2 separate regions of the Ovis aries genome follow, and region 2 is linked to region 1. Evidence: chromatin contacts called from public Hi-C data. All regions are on one chromosome and are shown on one strand. Each heading gives the region's core, a stretch centred on a gene start, on an enhancer-like site or on the middle of the called end of the contact. The rest is flanking DNA. Distances are from core to core; before and after follow the strand shown.

Evidence for each region. Hi-C and Micro-C count contacts between places; a contact is called where the count stands out from the background.
Region 2: a contact with region 1 is called in a Hi-C map of mixed tissues, with 4 times the contacts expected there. The contact joins the enhancer-like site here to the promoter of SHB in region 1. A contact is called at or near these places in 9 of 16 Hi-C or Micro-C datasets (hypothalamus, liver, mesenteric adipose tissue and 5 more).

What each region holds. Positions count from the first base shown.
Region 1 is chr2:50,725,794-50,731,617 of ARS-UI_Ramb_v3.0, forward strand. It overlaps SHB (SH2 domain containing adaptor protein B), which reads left to right and starts at 2,752. Exons shown (of 6, transcript XM_015093133.4): 1 at 2,752-4,094. The coding sequence starts at 3,384.
Region 2 is chr2:50,858,662-50,864,017 of ARS-UI_Ramb_v3.0, forward strand. It overlaps SHB (SH2 domain containing adaptor protein B), which reads left to right. Exons shown (of 6, transcript XM_015093133.4): 6 at 4,004-5,356. The coding sequence ends at 4,187. Among named protein-coding and RNA genes, the nearest start is that of SLC25A51, 14 kb to the right of the region's middle. Within about 2 kb of position 3,355, at least 8 of the 54 cell types and tissues checked have an H3K27ac peak or open chromatin away from gene starts, as enhancers often do.

The sequences.
Region 1 (5,824 bases), core at 1,502-4,001:
AACAGAAAGGAGCATACCCAACCCCTCCAATAAGAAAACTAGGGACAAGGAGGCAGGCAGGGGGATTTGAAGGAAAAAGTGCCAAGAATGACAGGCATAGGGTTAAATTTGTGATACCAAAGAGACTGGGTGTCAATCCCAGTGGTGCCTCCTGATTCAATCTCTTCTCTTCATTGGTCCCAGGTTTCTCCCTGTGAAATGGGGTCACTGGCTTTCTAAAAAGAGTCTATCTAGCTTAACCATCTGTAGTGCTCTGATCCTTTTCTTACAAGTTCCCCTCTCCTCTAGCCATTTGACACAGTGCTTCTCCAACATCATCCTTCAGGAAATTTTCTGTTTCTTTTCACAGTGATTATTTCTGACTCTGAGTTTTGCAAGATGTCGCTATTAGTTCCCAAAGAAAAACACCCATGTGGTTTTTTTTGCCTGCTTGAAATAAATACTACTTTAGGCCAGTTACCCCATCTGTAAACTGGGAATAATACCAGATTGTAGGGATGCTGAGGAGGGTTAATTATATACAGAATGTGTAGGGGCTAAGCAGATACACAAGTGCTCTGGAAGTTTTTGGCATAATACCATAGCATTATAATAATTCTGGCTTGCAAATTATACCCCAGCAGAGACATCACATGGAAAAGCGGGTCTGACCCCATGGCCCACTGAAAGTGAAATGGAAAAAATAGGTTGTGAAATATAACTTCTCTTCCTAAACTTTTGGAAAAGGCAGAGATAATTCTTCCATGTGCAACCCACATGCAGGCAACAAGTTTCTAGATGGTGGAGAAGCCTGTCTTGCCCAGGGTGGCCTGGCCTGTTGCCAGCATCTGACAATTCCTCCTTCCTAAAACTGGAAGCAGAGATAGGAAGGGAGGGAGTAGGAGAGGATTTGTGGTTGGTTGAAAGGTGGGATTCACAGTGAGGATATCCTCACCCCTCAGGTTCTCTATTTGAGCTTCCCTTACTTGCGGGATAATTAAGTGCTTATAAAGTAGAGGAATGATTTAAAGGGTAATTTGAGATAGTTAAATCCAGGGACATTTAAAATAAACATTTTAGTCCAGGTCAACTTCTGGGTCCTCCCACCATCCCCAGATACCATACACAAACACCCCACATCCTAGGTTATTTCCTATGAAATTCCAAATAGGTAGATCTCAGGCAATGAAGGGGCTGTGTAGTTGGTAATATATGGCTGTGTGTCATATATTGGGTTTGTAAAATTTAACTGGCTCATAGATGATTACAGTCCTGTCTCACCAGAGGGCAAGAGTGAATAGCCTGATCCTAAAGGGACAGTTTGCAGTCAATTCCACTGGATTACAGTGGGTGGCTGAGTGGATAGAGCTCAGGCTTCAGAGTAAGATCCCAGTTGGACTCCTGGTTTTGCCACTTCCCCACTGTGGCCTTAGGCAGGGGAAGAGGCCCTACCTACCTAAGAGCCTCAAACTGCTCTTTTGAACTCCACCTCCAGTCCTGGCCAGAGAAGCCACTGACCTTGCTCCCTGCCCTAAAAGGTCCTGCTTTTCCTGCAGGATACAGGAAACAGATTTCCCCAAAGCCCATTTGTAATATGCAGGTTGCAAGTGGAGATAATGATTTGGACTATCATCCTAATAAATCAGCATTCTTTGAGAATTTCTCAGTCTTACACCTTAACTGTATGTCATAGTCTGGGGCTTGATCAGCCAAATTCAAATGAGCACCGGCAAAGGAGCACCGGCTCTAGAGGCAGTTAACTCTTTTGTCTCCACAAAACATATTCTCCTCTCGGGAAAAGCCTTCCTGAGCAAACTGTGCTCCTCCCTCGGCCTCAGTTTCCTCATTTTAATAATCAAAGGACGATCTTAAATTGCAAAGTAGAGACGAGTGGAAATGACACAATTTTGGCACCACCAGACCAGAAACTGACATCCAGACCCACCTGAGTGACCTCCTTCCGAGCCTCAATTCCTCCATCAGTAAAATGAGGGCCCTGGATTAAATGGAGTGTTGCTAGCTCCTACAATTTTAGGCATTAAACATTCCCACAGCTAGCTCTGCCAGATTGACACTGATCAGGGTAAAAGCCAAGACTTCCTCAGAGGTGAAAAGGTAAGCAAACATTCCGATCTCCCCTAAGCTTGGCTTTCCAACTGGTGAGGGGCCAGGCCCCTGCAGACGATCCAGGTCGCATTCGCTGTCCGGATGGCTAAAAAGCTCATTTGCATAAAGAATCCTCCGAAGGTCTGGCAGAGAGTTGAACCGAAGTCTTCTTCCGTTTAAGCAGAGAATAGACACCTTGTTCCTAAGGGTCTCGGCACCGCATTTCCTCTAAGAGGGTCACGCCGTAGACTAAAAATGCCCCTTGTCCCCTAAAGTGGGGATCCCTGGAGAACACAACGCTCGAGTGCCGGGGTGGGGAAGGTTTGGCCTCTACACGCTGCAGGTTTAGGCTGGCAATCTCTCGCCCAAGGCGGTGGCGGGCGGCAAGCAAGGCGGGGCCAGCTGCGCCGCGGGACCCCGGCGCCCTCAGGCGCGACCCAGGGGCTGGCGCCGAGGCGGCCGCAGGAGGTGGCGCGTGCTGAAGGGGGAGAGCTGCTGCTGTCCAGAACCGGGGCGCTAGAGGGCGGGGCCAGGGCCGAGGTCTGGCTGCAGGGCGCGTGGGGGTGGGCGGGGCGGGGTCTGAGAGGGCGGGCTGGGGGCGGGGCGCGCGCGGGCCCGGGGAGGGCGGGGCCGCGGGGCGGGGCGGGCTCTGGCGGCCCGAGTGTCACACACGCGGCGGTTCGGGAGGCGGCGACAGCGGCAGCGGCAGGCGCCGCCGGGACGGGCACGGGCGCGCGGGCTCGGGCGGGCGCCGGCTGCCTCCCTCCCTCCATCGCTCGCTTGCTTTCCGGCCCGATTGCTCGCCGGCCAGGGGCCGAGCTCGCTCCAGCGCTCTCGGGAAGGAAGTCGGGGCCGGGGGCGCTGAGGACGCCGACAAGTTCCAGCAGCAGCCGCGGATCCCGGCCGAGGCGGAGGCTGCGGTTCCGACGGGACAGGAGCGCGCTCCGTGGCAGAGCGCACGGCCAGAGCGTCTGAGGAGCCGGGGGGCGCCCGGGCCTTTTGCTATCCGTGGGGCCGCGGCGGGGATCCCATGAGACGCGCCCTCAAGGGGCAGGAGATCCAAAGCCCGGGCGGCGCGCGGCGGAGGCGGAGGGCGGTGCTGCAGCTGCCGGAGCCGGGGAGCGGCCGGCAGGAGGCAGCGGAGAGAACTTGAACTTGGCGTCGGGAGCGGGCGCCCCGGACGCCCCTCGCCCGGGCCGGGGCCGGGGCGCCGAGGGACCTGGGCGGCATCGCTGCCCCCCGAATGGCCGCGGCGGCGGACCCGGCTCCCGCGCCGCGGCCCTAGGCGGCCTCTCGCCATGGCCAAGTGGCTGAACAAGTACTTCAGCTTGGGCAACAGCAAGACCAAGAGCCCCCCGCAACCGCCGCGGCCCGACTACCGCGAGCAGCGGCGCCGAGGCGAGCGGCCCTCGCAGCCCCCCCAGGCCGTGCCGCAGGCCCCCGCGGCTGCCTCCGCGTCCTGCGGTACCGCCGCCGCCTCCTGCTTCTCGGCCTCGTCGGGATCGCTGCCCGACGACAGCGGCAGCACCAGCGACCTCATCCGCGCCTACCGCGCACAGAAGGAGCGCGACTTTGAGGACCCCTACAACGGGCCCGGCTCGTCGCTGCGCAAATTGCGCGCCATGTGCCGCCTGGACTATTGCGGCGGCGGGGAGCCGGGTGGGAGCCAGCGCGCCTTTTCCGCGTCGTCCGCGTCGGGCGCCGCGGGCTGCTGCTGTGCCTCCTCCGGCGCGGGCGCCGCCGCGTCCTCGTCCTCGTCCTCTGGCTCCCCGCACCTCTACCGCAGCAGCAGCGAGCGGCGGCCCACCACCCCGGCCGAAGTGCGCTACATCTCCCCGAAGCATCGCCTCATTAAGGTGGAGAGCGCCGCGGGCTGTGCCGGGGACCCCCCAGGGGGCGCCTGCTCCGGCGGCCGCACCTGGAGCCCAACGGCCTGCGGAGGCAAGAAACTGCTCAACAAGTGCGGCGCCTCAGCCGCGGAGGAGAGCGGTGCCGGCAAGAAGGACAAGGTAAGGCGCCCTTGGCCTCACTAGAGGTTCCAGAGCCACTGTGCGCACGGGGAAACTGAGGCACCGCTCTAGTTTTGAGTTCCTACGTCCACTTCGAGCTAGGACCCGAGGTCAGGCCTCCCACGATGCTACCAAATTCTGCCTCCTTGCACCCGCTTTGTCCCCGATCATTGGCCTCCTGACAGTGTCTTAACGCTGCTGCTTCCCAGCCAGGTGCCCTCTTGGAAGTATCCTGACCAGAGAGCTCTCTGCCCAGCCTGGTCCAAGAGACAGCCAACCAGCCCCTCGAGGAGGAAAGTCAGAGAGTCAGAGCCCTTACGTATTTAAAGTGTGAGTGGCTCAATCATGTCTGGCTCTTTGCGACCCCATGCACTGTAGCCCGCCAGGCTTCTCCGTCCATGGGATTTTCCAGGCAAGAATACTGGAGTGGGTTGCCATTTCCTTCTCCAAGTATTTAGGAGAGTGTTTATTCTTGTCTACCCCTGTTCCTCCCGCCCCTGACTTTATAGATGGGAACTGAAGTCTAGAGCTGGGAAGGGACCCGCCGGATATTACACATTTTCGATGGCAGATCCAGACCGGCTGTCTCTGAACGGATATATGTAAATCCCTCTAAATGCCCTACCCTGCCCCACCCCCCGCGCCAGGTTTCCAAATGGGGCAGCCTTTTGTACTGGAGCTGTACCGGGAAACACGCCCCCCACCCTCCAACCCCCACGCGTGCTTTTCCGGTTGAAGTGCGCTGGTCTACAAGAGCGCTCCACTTCGACCTGTCAGTTCCTCCAGCCCGGCCCGGGAGGGGTCCGCCTACCGGGCCAGCTGGAAGGAGACCACCCCTCCCATCCTCATCTTCCTTCCTGACCTTACCCTTTATAGCCCCAAGGATGAGGGGGACGATTTTGTACACTCTCCTCCCTAACAGATCAGACTATCTTGATCCCCCGGACCTTTGGAGCAGTCTAGTTAATTACAGCCAGACTGGGCCCTCTCCTCCCCCTTCACACTCCTGTGACACCCTCCTTTCCCCCATAAAATAATACTTGTTCTGTCTACTTTTGGTGGAAGGCAGTGCTTTCATTACATCTGAGGCCCAGTGCCCTGTGATGGCTATCAGACGGCTGTCCCTCTCGTTCTCCGGCACCGCCCTGCTTTCTCCCAAAGGTAAACTTTTCACCCAGATGTGGGCTGGGGGAAACTGATAGAGTCTGAGTTTCTTTTAGGACTGGATTTCCAGACAGGAGGGAGACAGGCCCCTACCTCCCAGCTGGTACTTGGGAAGGGAACTTTTTGTTTTCCAGGCAGGAGAAGGAAGCCGGTGCCCCTCCTGAATTTTTCTGCCTGACTTCCCCTCCCCAGGGTCCCAGGTCCCCCTAGCATACCTCTGCCTCCTGCTGGGTCTGTTGAAGGCAGCATGGGTAACCTATGGATTCCACTTCCCTCTGGGTCCAGTTTGAGGACGCATCTGCATAGACTCTGGGCTTCCTAAGCACTTGGGGTGCCACACCTAAATGACAAGAGCTAGGAGCCGGGTGGCCACCTTGGTGCTGCCTTGTGGGCAGAGGAGGTTTCTCCGAGAGCCCCCAGGATTATGGGTTTGTGGGGCATCTGTAAGGGAGACAACAGAGAGGCTCCCTGCTGCCTTCTGTGTGGCCCAGGCTTGGCTAGGTGCTGATCTGGGAGAACCTGGAGTCCCTGGAAATGGAAGGATGGCCTAACCTAGCTCTCCAGAG
Region 2 (5,356 bases), core at 2,105-4,604, 130 kb after region 1:
GGTGCTTTTTGTGATGGTAATGAGCGATCTGAACACCCTGACAGCCCCAGCATCCCCAGCCTCCACCAGCCTTACAAGACTCATTAGACAGGTCACCCGCTGGAGACACCCCTAATTGTGACTTAGCTCTCACAGGATGTCCTATCAAAGGAGACAGGACTGACGCAGGAGCTTGGCAGGAGGTGGCAGCCTGTCTGAGCTCCCCAGGGACCCATGCCTTCTCAGAAGCCATGACGGGGAGGTGGCCAGGCCTGGAACCAGCCCTGGATGCATGGTCCCTAGGCTACTTCTTGCTCCTAAAGCCCCACACATCCCCGTGCATGCTGGGTATCCGATGTACCCTCCATTCTCCAAGAATTTTAATCTTGTGCTGGATTTCCTCCTCTGAGTTGGCAGTTATTAAAATCATCCCTGGCAGCTGTTTTTAAATCTTCAGCTGTCGTTAGGTGGCATCTCACTCGTGGGGACCTTGTGACCGATCAGGATATATCACTGCATCACACCTCCTGGGTGTGTGTTGACAAGGCTCTGCCCATCGTTTGCGTTAAGTTGGGGTTTGACAGATTGTCTCAGAAAGAAAGCCCCGCTCACCTCTCGAGGCCCACCAACTCTGTGATGGTCCCTCCGTGGCTGGGGACTCCACTGGTCAGGACACACCATCCCCGGTCCCCGGGACGGCCATTTACTGCCAGCCCCTGTGCTGCTCTGATCCACTGTTACCAGCAGGATGGGTGCCATGGGAACTGAGGCTGGCAGTCAAGAATTCACCTGCTCAGGGTCTGATGCCTCTCACTCGCCCCCTGGCTGGCCTCACGGGGAGTGTTGGGGGCTAGGTTGGGCCCTCTTCTGGAGCTCACGGTGCTGAGGTCAGGAGCATGGGTTCTGGGAAAGGCCCCCGGGGAGGGAAGCAGCAGCAGCTGATGGCTGCGTGACCCCCAGTCAGCTACCTCCTGTCTGGAGCTTCAGTGCTGGGCACATGGCCTGGCTCACAGGAAGTGCCCAGGAAACATCAGCCCTGAGAGCCATCCAGGCCAGCGCCCTGTGAGAATGGGACTGGAGGCCAAGAGCAGCAGTGGAGGGGGCATGAGGCTGACTTGATCCCTTCCTGCAGGAAGCCCTCACCTCATGGGCCGCAGATTATGCTCTTAGACATGGAATCTAGGACCTTAGATCTAGAAGCGCCCTCAGAGGCCATGCAGTTAGCCTTCCCGTGTGTCCAGTATGGGTAGAGACAGAGCCCAGTAGGGCCCAAGGAGAGCCTGAGGTCCAGAGAACCAAAGGGTGCAGTGCATGAGCCCAAGGGGAAGGGCTGTTCCTGCAGGGACTCCAGCCTGAGGGCCAGCTCATGGGCCTTTCTCCCTCTGCCGGGGACAGTCAGGCCCTGGATTCCAGGGTCACAGGCCTGAGTTCGCTGCCTTGAGCTCTGGACTTTGTGACCGCCTACCCCTCAGCATAGCCCAGCTCAGGGTTATAAACTAGTATGTATTGAAATACCAGCATCAGAGGAAAAACCAGTGGGCCTGGAGAGTCAGGAAGGACTGCAGGGAGGTCCCAGTGCCTGCCTATGTATGTTGAGATGGAGACATCAGTATGGAGTTCCTAGTATGTGGTGACCTCGAGAGCCTTCGATCTGGGAACAGAGGCGCTTCAGCCTCCTTTTCTGGCTCTGTCCTGTTGCCAGCATCCCTGCCCACTTTCCTCACTGAATGTTTTCAGAACAACTGGTGTGAAAATATCCTGATAAGCCATATGAGTTATTTTCTTTAACCTCCTTAGATAGTAAATCGGTTCCCCTAGCGACCTCATACCCACCATGCCATGAAAGCTTTGGCGTTCAGGCCAGCTCACAGCTAGTTGTTGAGATCTAACACACCCTGTGCTTTGTAGCACCAGCTGCAAAGCCCAAAATATCACCCAGGCAGAGGGCATGACATATCCAAGGCCACACCCACCCACCCAGGTCACTCACCTCTGCTCCAGCCCTGTTGCCCCCATACCCACCCACCCCTTTTTCAGGTAAAACTGAGCACGTGGCCTCCAAGACTACAAGGCTTCTTAACTGTCCCCAGTTTTATTAGCCATACAATTTCAGCCCTGTATTCAAGCAGTTACAGACTCTTCTAGGCCAGCACAGATTTGCCGTCTCTCCACGGAGGTGGGTAGCAGGTAGCTGAGTCTTGGGCTCAGAGGGAGTTGCTCGTATTTTAAAGCGCGCACCGGCTTAAGCAAGTGCGCCTCCTGCTTCTCAGATGAGGCAATTCTCCAGTGAAATGACCCTTCACTGAGGAGCAGAGCTTGCCACAGGCTCTGTAATTAGAACATTGTCAGCCTTAAAAAATCTTGATTTAAATTTCAGTTCTTTACAGGAATTATTCTCTCTTGAAACATAATTGCTCTCCAAACGATTTCCTTTAAGCTGAGGGTGACATCTCTAAATACATTATTATGAGCAGATGTATTACTCAGTGCCTGCACTTCATTAAGCATTTGCTCTCCCCATCTGAAAATGGTCCTGGAGTCCAAATTGATGCATTAATAGAGCAGGCACCGGTAAGGGAGGAGAACCCAGTCCTGGATGGAAGAGATGTGGGAACAGCTGAAACGAGAACCAAAGCTCAGAAGGGCTGCAGGCTGCACACCTGTGTCCACACAGCGCTCTTGGCCTCGCCTGGGATGGGCTTGGTCTCCTGGAAGCTGGCCCCTAGGGCTGCTCACAAAGGACGGGCTCTGGAGAAGGCGCAGGAGGTCAGAGCCCCAGCTTTCTCACTAAGTGACTCAGTAAATTTGGACTGTGTTTTGGAAACCAGGCATCCACAGGTGTGGTGGCTAGGCCAGGCTTGGAGCTGAGTGAGCAGGGAAAGGGCAGCCTAAGCAAAGGTGGGTTAACTGGGGGTTAGTGACCCGATGTGGTCAGAGTCCTCAGTGGAAGGTAGGAGAGGTCCACTTGGGCCAGGCAGAAGTGGCACCCCACCCAGCATGCATGTCATGGGCTCAGGGCTCTGCTTTGATCTCCGAGGAACCCACCCACTGCCCGTTTCAGCAGATGCTAAGCATGGTGGGCACAGAGCCTGCACCCTGCTCTGGAGCTCCCAGGGGAATCGAGAAGATGGATAAGTAATTACAGTTCAGGAAGGCAAGTGCTGATGGAGGCATTATATCCTCGGTGCCGTGGGAGGAAGGAAGGAGCTCTGCCAGTGGGAACTTGGAAGACTTCCTGGCAGAGGAGACATTCAAGGCTGGGCCTTGGAGGAGGCAGGCAGGGTTTACTGAGCAGAGAGAGGAAGCACCAAGAGGAGATGGCCAGCGTTGGGGAAAAGCTGGGGAGCACACCTCCCCACGTTCCATTGGCTACAACTAGTCACATGACAGCAGTGGGTGCAAGGGAGGCTGGGAAATGTAGTCTCAGGCTGGGCAGCCCCTTCCTGCTGACAGTTTGTATTATTGAAGGGGAGAGCATCAGTTTTTTGGAAACAATTCACCTGTCATCCTGCCACACTGTAAATTGGGAGTGATAACCCCTGACACGGTGCTTGCCAGGCAAGGCTTTTTAAATTCTCCTCTGCATCAGTAATAGGGAGAGGAGCCAAGTTTGGGGGTTCGCTTGTTTTCCTGAGGAGGTCCCTCAAAATCTCCTGAGTTTTGACGACTCTCCTGCAGCCGTGTCTGTTGCTAGGATTGAGGGGCCCTCGGGTGAGGCCACATTTCAGCTGGGCCTGGGCTCCATTCCTGGCTGGGAGAGGGGCAGCTCAGGGCTGTTTCTTGTCTGTCCCAGGCAGCAAGGAGTCTTCCACACCTCAACAGGAGGTTGGCCAGAGGGAGAGCCCTCTCGGGTAATGAGTGTGAATTCATGACAAACTGGTTCAGGGCAGAAGCGAGAGGCTCTCTAGGAGCTGCTCTCCTGAGGGACCCTCGGCCCTCCCACCCCCTCCCTCCCCGGAGCAGCGTGGCGGCCTCGGCCTTCCTCATTCTGCGGATCCTAACCACCTCTGCGCTTTGTTCACAGGAGCAACCAGGGCTTCATGCACATGAAACTGGCCAAAACCAAAGAGAAATACGTCCTGGGTCAGAACAGCCCCCCGTTCGACAGTGTCCCAGAGGTCATCCACTACTACACCACCAGGAAGCTGCCCATCAAAGGCGCCGAGCACTTGTCCCTCCTCTACCCCGTGGCTGTGCGGACCCTGTGAGCCCCGCCCCGCCGAGCCGGGGCGCAGACGTGGAGCCGGTGGCCCCCGGCCGCTGTTGCCCGCCGTGTCCAGTTTGTGTCGTGTGTATGGTACTAGCACACCACTGCATGTCTTAGAATGCTGTCGCCACTCGCGGGGGGCTGGAGAAGGCCTGGATAAAGACTGAAGGACAGCCAGCGAGCCACCCCAGCCCCCACCCCCCACCCCCCTCCTCGAGTTTCTGTGAATTAAAATATTTGCAAATCCAAAGAGATGCCTTCCAGGATGAACAAAGGAGAGCAGCTCCGAGGGGCGGGGGCGGCAGCTCCCGGGTCGCGGCTCTTTGTTCTCCGGCCGTCAGGAATTCACACCTGTGTACCGGGCCCCCGTTTTTCCCACCGGGCCCCTCCTGGTGCTGGGAGCCAAGTGCTGATGTTTTGAGAGCCCAGAAGGCCCCGGAGTCCCACCTCCCTTCTGGTGTGTGTGTGTCAGTGTGTGTGTGTGTGTGTGTATGCACGCGTGTGAGCACATTGGTGGGAGAACACGACCACACACAGATGTAAGCCTGCTAATCCACTTCTAGTCACTCAGTGTAATCATTAGGAGATCTCCAAGGGATCGTTGTGCAGTCAAAAAAGGATTCAATTATTTATGAATAGGGTGTGTAAATAAAATAGTCATTTAATATATATTCTTATCCCTTTTTTTTTTTTTTTTAATATATTGCAGTGGGTCTCTGAGGGGGGTTAAGTGCTTACCTGTGAGTTTCGTTCCCAGAGCAAGGTGCAACTCCTCTGGGCACGTGGGAAGGAGGCAGAGCCCCCAGCTCAGGGCAGAGGGGTTTTCTTTGCACCCTTGAGAGTCAACCTACAGGAAGGGGCATTCAGGCTCCAGCAGTGGTAGCCTCCAATGTTGACCCAGCGTCCACGCTCCCTCTGCATACAGCCACCCCGTGATGGCAAGTGTGTGTTAACCCCACAGGTGCACAGCACCCAGCAGTTCATAAAGTGCTCTCACCGTCCACTGGGGTCAGTGCTACCCCATGAGCACTTCACACGTGGGGAAAGGGAGGCTCAGAGAAGGAGCGTGCTTTGTCCAAGTTCACAGTCCACAAGCAGAGGAGGCCCTTGAGCCAGTTCTTTGTCTCTTGCTGTCACCCTGCTCCTGGAGGAAGGCAAATCCTGACCTCT